2 separate regions of the Sus scrofa genome follow, and region 2 is linked to region 1. Evidence: chromatin contacts called from public Hi-C data. All regions are on one chromosome and are shown on one strand. Each heading gives the region's core, a stretch centred on a gene start, on an enhancer-like site or on the middle of the called end of the contact. The rest is flanking DNA. Distances are from core to core; before and after follow the strand shown. Region 1 has its middle 93 kb from the start of DNAH5. Region 2 overlaps TRIO (triple functional domain protein).

What was found. Hi-C and Micro-C count contacts between places; a contact is called where the count stands out from the background.
Region 2: a Hi-C map of embryonic fibroblasts shows a contact between it and region 1, with 1.9 times the contacts expected there. The contact joins two enhancer-like sites. A contact is called at or near these places in 3 of 47 Hi-C or Micro-C datasets (embryonic fibroblasts and fibroblasts) and 1 of 2 datasets of contacts at active chromatin or transcription factors (alveolar macrophages).

The regions. Positions count from the first base shown.
Region 1 is chr16:3,457,329-3,461,848 of Sscrofa11.1, reverse strand. No RefSeq gene overlaps it. Among named protein-coding and RNA genes, the nearest start is that of DNAH5, 93 kb to the right of the region's middle. Within about 2 kb of position 3,223, at least 10 of the 83 cell types and tissues checked have an H3K27ac peak or open chromatin away from gene starts, as enhancers often do. A contact at or near this core is called in embryonic fibroblasts, where this site is marked.
Region 2 is chr16:3,717,452-3,722,015 of Sscrofa11.1, reverse strand. It overlaps TRIO (triple functional domain protein), which reads right to left. Exons shown (of 56, transcript XM_021077142.1): 6 at 3,349-3,540. Among named protein-coding and RNA genes, the nearest start is that of TRIO, 29 kb to the right of the region's middle. Within about 2 kb of position 2,180, at least 12 of the 83 cell types and tissues checked have an H3K27ac peak or open chromatin away from gene starts, as enhancers often do. A contact at or near this core is called in embryonic fibroblasts, where this site is marked.

The sequences.
Region 1 (4,520 bases), core at 1,974-4,473:
AATTGTTCATGCTAGTAAATCCCTATAAATATATAGGAGACACTTGTTCTCACTCCCCCACCAGGCTTTGTGGGGGTTTCTTTAATTCCTCTGGGAGGGTAATGTGAGCCTTCTAACTTGTGAAGATTTCTCATTAAACAACTATTTGCCTAATTGGGGTAAATCAGCTAAATGCTAATTAGTATCTTCCAAAGAGTAAAAATAGATCTCTAATCTCTCACGTTATTGCTGAGTACAGAGAGCACCAGGGAACCATGTTTTCAGAGCCTCCGTCTTATTTAATGGTTTACAGATTCCACGCAAAACCCTACATGCCAGTTGCATGGCAGTAGCTGACACGCAGCTGAGACGCTCAAACGTGGTTGATTTCCAGAGGCTGTTGTCATGAGAATCTCAGTCATTCGTGGCTATAATTGTGCTTGTGCAACTCTGATGAAGAATTCCCTCTACAATTATGTGGGCTGGAATCATGCTGGAGAAATTCAAGTGACAGCTGAAGAGAACAAGATGGAATGAGAATGGCCAAAGTTATGACAAATAGTTATGCTCGCCACATATTGAGACTTGGGGACTGGCTTTGGCAGATGGCACATTTGGACTCCTGTGCTCCCCTTCTGGAGGATTCCCGAGAGATGCTTCTGTGACAGCTGATGCTTCCAGCTGACCTCATATCTGAGACTTCTGGCTTCTCTTGCCCAAAATTCAAGTGGTTTTTTGCCTGCTATTGATATGGATGTTCTGGAAATTCTTGTGGATCACTTAGGGTTTTCCAATGAAAGTGGCCTAAATGATGGAGTGGGGATCCATCATCTCCTTCCAACAAGAATGGAGGGAGGAGTTGTTTGGGGTTAGCATCTCAGGGATGTCACCAGGGCCCCCAACTCATCTCATATTTCCACTCTGCCATCCTGGGCATGTTGGCTTTCATCCTCAACTTTGTCCTCTCAAGGTATGACATCATTTCTTCATAAAACTGTGTCTAGGTCCAAGGAAGGGACGTTATTCTAGATTCCCTCCAAAGTAGAGCCTGATATCATTTATAAATGATACACTTTATAAATGATACATTTACAAATGATAAATGTATCATTTATCATTTATTTGGTCCAGAAACTGGGAGGGAGGAACTGGGGACATGAGGCAGAGAAGGAGGAAAAACCAATACAAGGATGTGTCATTGAGCTTCTGCTGTGGGTGCCAGGGGCTAAGTTTTGCTGGGATGTACTGGAAAGTGCCCAGAATATAGCCAGGATTGCCCTCTTGGAAGACTGAGGCTTCTGGAGTCTTCATCCACTGTTCCCATAGCTGGAAGGGCAAAGAATGCCGGTGTGTGAGGTGGCAGGCGTGGCATAGGAGAAGACTCAAAGGCCAAGATGTAAAGAAGCATAGTGTGTGTGCCTGAGGTGGGATGCTGTCAGCTCAGGGTGAGTAGGAGCACTTAAGAATGCCCATCGTTGTGGTGCCAGGCTTGAAATTAATATTCAGTAGTATGTGCTGCTTTGATATCTGAAGCTGGGAGGGCTGGTTCTCCTCCCCACCCTGCTCCCACAGATAAGGTCCACTAGCCAAACAACTCTCCTCATCCTGGGAATAGGTCCTGCTGCTGTTTATCCCTGAGTAAGACTCAGTTTCCTGCCAGACCACGGAGTTATTTGAACAAGACTATCCTATTCTCCCGGGAGAACCATGGGGCACCCCAAACTTTTGATACTACAAATCCTGCTTCCCACAGCCCTGCTTGATGGCTCTGATCCCTAGTGAAGCCCTGTGTCCTGCATCGTATGCTGTGTCCCCTTCCCAGGCATGAGCATACGTGACTATAAATGGCCTTGACCTCATCTTGTCCAGTGTTGGGCGCTCAGCCACCCCCAGAACTCTAGGGTAGGAATTCCTCCCTCACCAATGGTGAGAGGATGAGATAAACAACTGGTAACTAAGAATATCCACTATGGATACAGTTGAAATCACATGAAACCACAGTGGACCAAGGGATGTGCTTGCTGCAGGGAACCATAGGCAGCTGCTACGGAGGGGAAAATGGGGGAATTTTTCCTTTTTGTCTCTTTTGAAAAATCAGGATCAAGGATCTTTCAAAGAAGCCCCCAGGATGTTCCTGTAATGTCTCATTGGACAGAACTGGGTGACCTACCTCTCTCTGAACCAATCTCTGGCAAATGGCAAAACGACAATATGAAGACTGTTTAGACAGCCATCACAATTAGTCCTTTGTGGTGGGGTAGGGCCCACCTTCTGTGAGAACATTTCCCTTCTATGCCTGGATGAAATCAGGGTTCTATTAGAAAAAAATAAGGGAAAAATGGCTGTTGGGTTTGCAACTAGCGGTATCTACTTGCTAAATGATGGAGAAACCATTCAAAGGTTTAGGGGGCAGAAATAGTGCCATCTCTATTTTTTTTTTTTTAACTCTGGTGACAGTATAAAAGAGAAAATAGAGAGGCAAGAAATTGAGGCAGGCCAACCAACTCTGACACAACTGCCTGAAGTGAGGACAGTGGCCATAGCAATCCTGTGGGATGTCGACAATGGAGGAGGGGAAAAAAACCCCAGGGGTTACGGTATAAGAGACTGAGGTCCACTGGCTCCTCGACAGTACCCTAGCCCTCTTTCAGGAGGGCTAGGTTGGAAAGAGGGCTAGCCCTCTTTCTGGTTGGAAAAGTCTGGGGCGAGGCCCAAGAATGTGAAGTTTTGACTTATACCCTCCAGGTGATTCTGAAACAGGTGGCTGGTGCCCACAGGTTGAGTGTCCTTCCACCCAGTGAGTAAATCCCTGGGCTGGAATTACTGCCAGCACCCCACCGGGGGTGGGAGGTAATCTTCACTCTTCCTAAAGTTTCTTTGTCCAGCCACCAGGGTTCTGAATCCCTGAGCTGGCGTGCTAAGAATCTGCATCAGTGCAGGTCATCCACACAGGCGAGGATGAGATCCAACAACTGGTAACTAACAATAACGGGTTTCAATGACAAACCTCCTAGTCTGGCTGAAGCCCTCTGCATTTTCCCCTAATAGCTCCTGGATAGCCAGTGACCTTCATCCTTGGGTCTACCTGATATTTGCAGCTGACTTTCATCTACTAGATTGCTCTTGGACCTTCCCTTTGAACTGGTGAGTGGCTGACTTGGCTTGAGCCAACAGCATCCCACACACAAGCTGCCTCATTCCTTCATTCTCTAAGTATTTACTGAGTCACCTTTCGCCAGGCATTATTCTAGGCCTTGGGGATCCAACTTGGAAACACATGGGCAGCGTCCCCACCCTCTGATGCTGACACAACATGAGTCACATTGTAAAAAGAAAAGTACACAGTCAAATGGGTTGAGTTGTGGTCCTCCCTGAAAAAAAAAATTAGGTCCAAATCTAATCCTTAGTACTTATGGATGAGATCTTATTTGGGAAAAGGGTCTTTGCAGATGTAATTAAGCTAAGGATCTGAGGATGACATCATCATGGATTTAGGATGAGCCTTAACTCCAATGACTGATGTTCTAACAAGAAAAGGAGAGGGGAGATTGAATATATAGAAACAGATGGAAGAAGGTGACGTGAAGGCAGAGGGAGGGATGGAAGTGATGCAGCTGCAAGTGAAGGAACCCTGGACCCACCCTGCTGGAAGAGGCAGGAAGGATCCTCCCCTAGGGATTTTGGATGGTGCAGCCCTGATTGAGGAACTTGATTCAGGGCTTTGGGCCTCCAGAATTGTGAGAACTCAAACTTTGCTGTTTGAGCCACCCAATTTGTGCTCATTTGTTACAACAGCCCCAGGAAACTAATATGCAAAGTAAGTCAGGACATGGTGAGAGCCAGGAAGGAAATGAAAGCTGGGTGGGAGGATGCGGAGGCTGGGAGGGTAGAGGAGAAGCTGCTCTAGGCAGAGTGACCAGGAACACAGGTCCTCACTGGTATCTATTTCTTCCTGGCCTTCCCTATTGTCTTCTCCCAGCTGTGTTCTCACCCTTGACCTAGGATCTTAGCTCATCCGAAGTTGGAGCTCGGGGGGAACTCTGCTAACTCTCTGCAAAAAATAAGTATCCCCCTTGTGGGTAGTGGCTGGGGTCACAAACTCAGATGAAACCTGGGTGAAGGACAACATGGAGGGCAAGCGCCCCTCCCTCAGTGTGGCAGCTGCTGTTTGGCACCAGCTGATCAGTGCCACTTGGGGATGTGGCTAGCACTGCCAGATATTCTGGTTTCTTAGGTGAAGCCAGAAACCTGATAGAAGTCTCTCACTCTCGCTCTGGTATTTACTTAAAAAAATTGAGGTGGAATCAACATAGCATAGATTAACCATGTTAAAGTATACAATTCCATGGCATTCAGTTCATTTACAAGATAGTCTAACCACCATCTCTATCTAGTTCCGAAACATTTTCATCACCTGAAAATGAAGCCCCCCACCCCCTGGGTAGTCATTCCCCATTTCCTACCCCCAGCTTCTCGTAACCACTACTCTGTTCCATCTCTGTGGATTTACCTATTCTGGATCTTTCGTGTAAATGGAATCA
Region 2 (4,564 bases), core at 931-3,430, 260 kb before region 1:
TCAGACACAGAGGAGCAGGCTGGGTGCCAGGCGCGCACACCTGCCAAGCCAGAGCTCCCATCCTTCCAGGCCGGCTGCTTCCTTTAGTAAGGCCATTAGACACAGGGCACAAAGTTGACACTCCGTCCCCCTAACCAGACTCTTCAAGAGAACTCTGGATGAGGTTCAAGGAGGTGGTATGATGGAAACCTGTGCTATGATGTCCAAGGTCCAGTCTTTCCCTACTGAGTTTATGAAAACAGCTTAAGTTGTTTAAATTTTTAAAAAAGAGAGGACCCTCTGTTTGGGAAAAGCATCTTTGAAACTTGTTTGGAGACCAGCAATTTCAGAGGACTGCACTAACCACTGTCTCTAGACCGCTACAGATCCTGGACGTGAGCTGCAGCGGCCTCCAGCTAACCTAGCTCGTTTCAGACTGGCCCCCACAACCTTCAACTGGCTCTTTCCAATCCTGTTACTACCGGTCCTGAAGTCAGGGGTTTTTGTAAACTGACAGACTCCTTCGTCTGTCCTATGTCTGAAGTCAAGGGGAGATTCTGTCACTAACCAAGGACCTCTGTTCAGTCCTGAGCTTTTCTTCCCCTTGGAGGGCTTGTCCCTATACCTGTGTACAGAGGTATAGTTATTATACCACTCCTTAAGTTTTGTTAGTATTTTATGCTGTGTTTCACACTGCACCCTTAAAGCTCTGTCCACATGTCTTTATTTCAAGAATCTGAGCATAAGGCATGGCCAGCATTGTCAGTGAAGTTTTAAGTGTTAATAAAATAGTATTACACCAAAAAGGGGAGGAGGGGACGGAGTTGACCTATTTGGAGATTCCTCTGCTGGACAAGTCAACTACTTACTAGGTGTGATCTTCTTTGCTGCATCTGAAACTCAGTGGAGGGGGAGATACACACTTGAACCTGAGGGAAGAGAGTGCTTTCCGAAGCTGTCCCCTCTGCATGCTTCAGCTGCCTGGCACAGGCGGACTGCCTCAGTCAGAGTCCCTCTGAGATGTGAGCCTTCCCCAGAAGGCCACTCTGCCTCTAAGGCTATACTGGCGTCTCTGGCCCCTGATGTGTACGGGGACCACATGCGCCGTTAGAGCTCACTCAGGATCCCAGGAAATTCTGTTCACAGATTCATCCAACTGAGTTTCCTTCAAATCCATAAATTACCACCATTCATTTTATCCAAATAAAACCCACCAGGCTCTTCCAACTTTGCTGCTGTTTAAAATTTTTGATAATAAAACATTAGTGGAAAACACCCCATGGCACTCACATTTCTACATTATTTTCAGGCAGTTCAGAGCAGCAATTAATCTTCTGGGTTCATTTGTAATTCTGAATCCTGCCATTATGAGAGATTTTCCCTACGTGTTACTTTGTTTCAGACTGTCCATCACTCCCCTCAGCAGCTAGCGCTATTGCAAACTTTTTTTTTTTTTTATTCCTTTTTAGGGCTGCACCTGTGGAATAAGGAAGTTCCTAGGCTAGGGGATGAATTGGAGCTGCAGTTGCCAGGCAAGCCACACACACAGCAACACTGGACCCGAGCCGCAACTGCGACCTATGCTGCAGCCCTGCATGCAGCAAGGCCGGATCCTTAACCTACTGAGCAAGGCCAGGGATCAAGCCCACATCCTCATGGATACTAGTGAGGTTCTTAATCTGCTGAGCTGCAACGGAAACTCCTCTTTATTTTTTTCCCCTATTGCAAATGTATTCACATCATCTTAACTTACCTCTCTGGGGGCCCCCTGCCAAGTGACACACCTCCAAGCCCTGGGGGCTGCTGTACCCATACTATGCTACCACTCCAAACCGCACCTGAGCAGCCAGGGCCGCATGGCTCATCTCCCACCCATGGTAATATCCAGGGAGCAACATCACCTGGACAATGACAGGGACCAGAGGCAGCCACAGAGAAGTGTTGACAGTGCTCTGTGCTGAAGAGGGCTCCTGCTACTTTAAAACAAACTGGTTTTGTGGGGGGGCTCTTGTTTCTCCTTTATCATAAAACTAGTTAAATTCATTAGATTAGTAAGCAGAAAAATCTTACCACTAAAACTTAAATCCCCACTCACAGCTTTCACATGAGGCTATTAAGATTTTTTCCTCTTTCTATCCCACTCTGTTTCCTCTCTTGCTTCATACTTTAAAGGTTTCTGGAGCTGAGATCACTACTGATTAGCATCTCATGCAACATTCCAGCTGCCTTGCTAAGATCCTGCCCTCCCTCGCTGCCTCAGCGGAGACTGTTTCTAGATTAAAAGGATACTATTTCTGTTTTAGAAGCATCAGTGCAAATCCCTATGAATGTAAGTTTTTTTTCCCAAAAAAATTATCCCTGAGGAAGCTCTACCAGTGTTTTTCCTGTAACTTAAGGTAACCATGTGTCTCCTTCCCACATGCCTTCCTAGTGGCTAAACGTTCCTGAGCCTTCTTCCTCCACATCTTGACAAGGTGTTTTACTGCCTGGCCTCCACCACTAGCTTCTGAGACACAAGCAGTTCACTTTCCTTTGCTGCGTTCATTCGGGCAGGTTAACCTGTCTGGAGTGTGGGGAGTGTTACCTCTGAGATAAGGTATCATGACCAGACCATCAGCAGATGAAGCCAATGTGAGGTCCAAATGCGTACAGTAATCTAACAACTGTGAGAGACCTTGCAGACCACTGACCCAAAAACCATTTTTCCAGCCCAGCCCTTGCTGGCAGAGCCTGCTCACTGCTGGGGAGGCGGAAATCCTAGCCCTGCCCTTTCCCACTTTCCCTCCTGTGCACCCCACTCCTGGCAAAGGGGACCGGGGGGAAGCCTGCTGGGCTGGAGGGACCTTCTGCAAATCATGTTGCCCTGAGAAAGTGACAGGAGAAGAGGCTGAGGGCCTTGGCGCTAGGGCTGCAGCATCCACCTGTGACCCAACCACAGGGAAAGGCCAAGCCAGGCCAGGAGCCCCCCAGCCCCGACAGCTCCATGCGGCTGGAACCCCCTATACTTCGCAACTTTCTGTTCTGTGAGAAGAGCCAACCCCCAGAGTCTGGCACTCCGTTACTCACACCAAAGTATCCTGACTGGAATTCTCAGGTGATGACCATGAGGGAGAAGAGGAGTGGGAGTAGAGGGCATTTATGGCACCTACTGTACAGAAGGCACCGTGCCAGGCACCCAATATGATTACCTCCTTCACACCATCAAACAGCCCCTTGGGTAGATCCCTTCATGTCCACTTCGCGAATGAGGAAAGTAAGGAACAGAGAGGTGGGGTAAGTTCTGAGGTTGCACAGCGGGTGGGGACCTGCCCCAGGCTGGGAGGGGCTGGAGGAGGAGGGGTCGGGGTTGGGACCGGAGCAGGCACTGACCTTCTCAGCCTTCTGGTGGAAGACAGAGGACATGTCCAGCAAGGTGCTGCGCTCGTCCAGGGCCGCGGCGAACGCCTTCCACTCCTGCTCCAGCTGGTTGGCGATCTGCTTGATCTGCTGGGAGGCGTAGTGGCCCGACTCCACCAGGCGGTTGGCCACCGACATGATGCGGTTGATGTTCACGTACACGTTCTGCGAAAGGAAGGAGAGAGGGCTGGTCGGGCGAAGGCCCACAAGGGGCGTCTTTCCAAGAACGTGGTGGTGGGGGGGGGGGGCGCTTTCAGAAACAGCCTGGGAACTTAAAAGTTACATTTTAACAGCAGAATCACCTGGCGGGTCCCAGGACACCTGTTTTGCTGTTTGGATTTCCGTAAACTCCAAGTAGGAGTTTCAGTTTCTATTTTTAAATGCAAACCTACAACTCAACCAGCTGAGAGAGAGGCAGGCACGGAGCAGTGGCACACAGATGCGAGTGCGCACGAAGGTCTGTGACTCACGTCTTGGCCTCAGAGCCTGAAAAGGGCCCAGATGGTAAGCAGTCACCCAGAACTTTGGGGACCCACCACTGCAGTTTGTAACTGGAACCCAGAGACCACAAACTATGTACTTAGCAACCAAAGGCTATTTTGTATGAAAACAATCTCTTCTTTCTATATAAGCCCAAGTCATCTTGCTGGTGCCAACAAAAAATCTTCTGTAAATGGATCCACATTCACCAAGGAATGTGAACTGGGCTATGAAGAAAACAATGCTGCGTTCAAACTTTAAATTAAGCTTTTCCACTCTGTTGACATCACTGTCTTCAACTCCATTAGTTTATTGCAAAAATAAGGGTGCAAAAGCATTTTTCTTGTAAGAGAAGTTCTTCTTTAAAGTTCCTATTATAGCAAATGCATACCTTCAACAAATCGCAGGTTGTTGTCCCTCAGGTAGTATCACTATTATTACTATTATTATTATTACTACGGACATCACAGCACTGCACCTGGTAATGGGTCTCCCCAGATCACAGACTCATCTTTGCTTCCTCCCACTCTTGCCCCTAAATCATATCTAACTTCCCAACCTGCCCCAAGGCCTCTACATTTTTCCTCCCTCTCCTCCCCTGTGGTCCTCTGGGCCAACCTCCCACTGCCTCCCACTCAGAGCCCTGCCTAAACCTCGTCACTGTCACCTGGTCTGCAGCCCACTCAAGAAAGTGTCCTAAAGAACACGC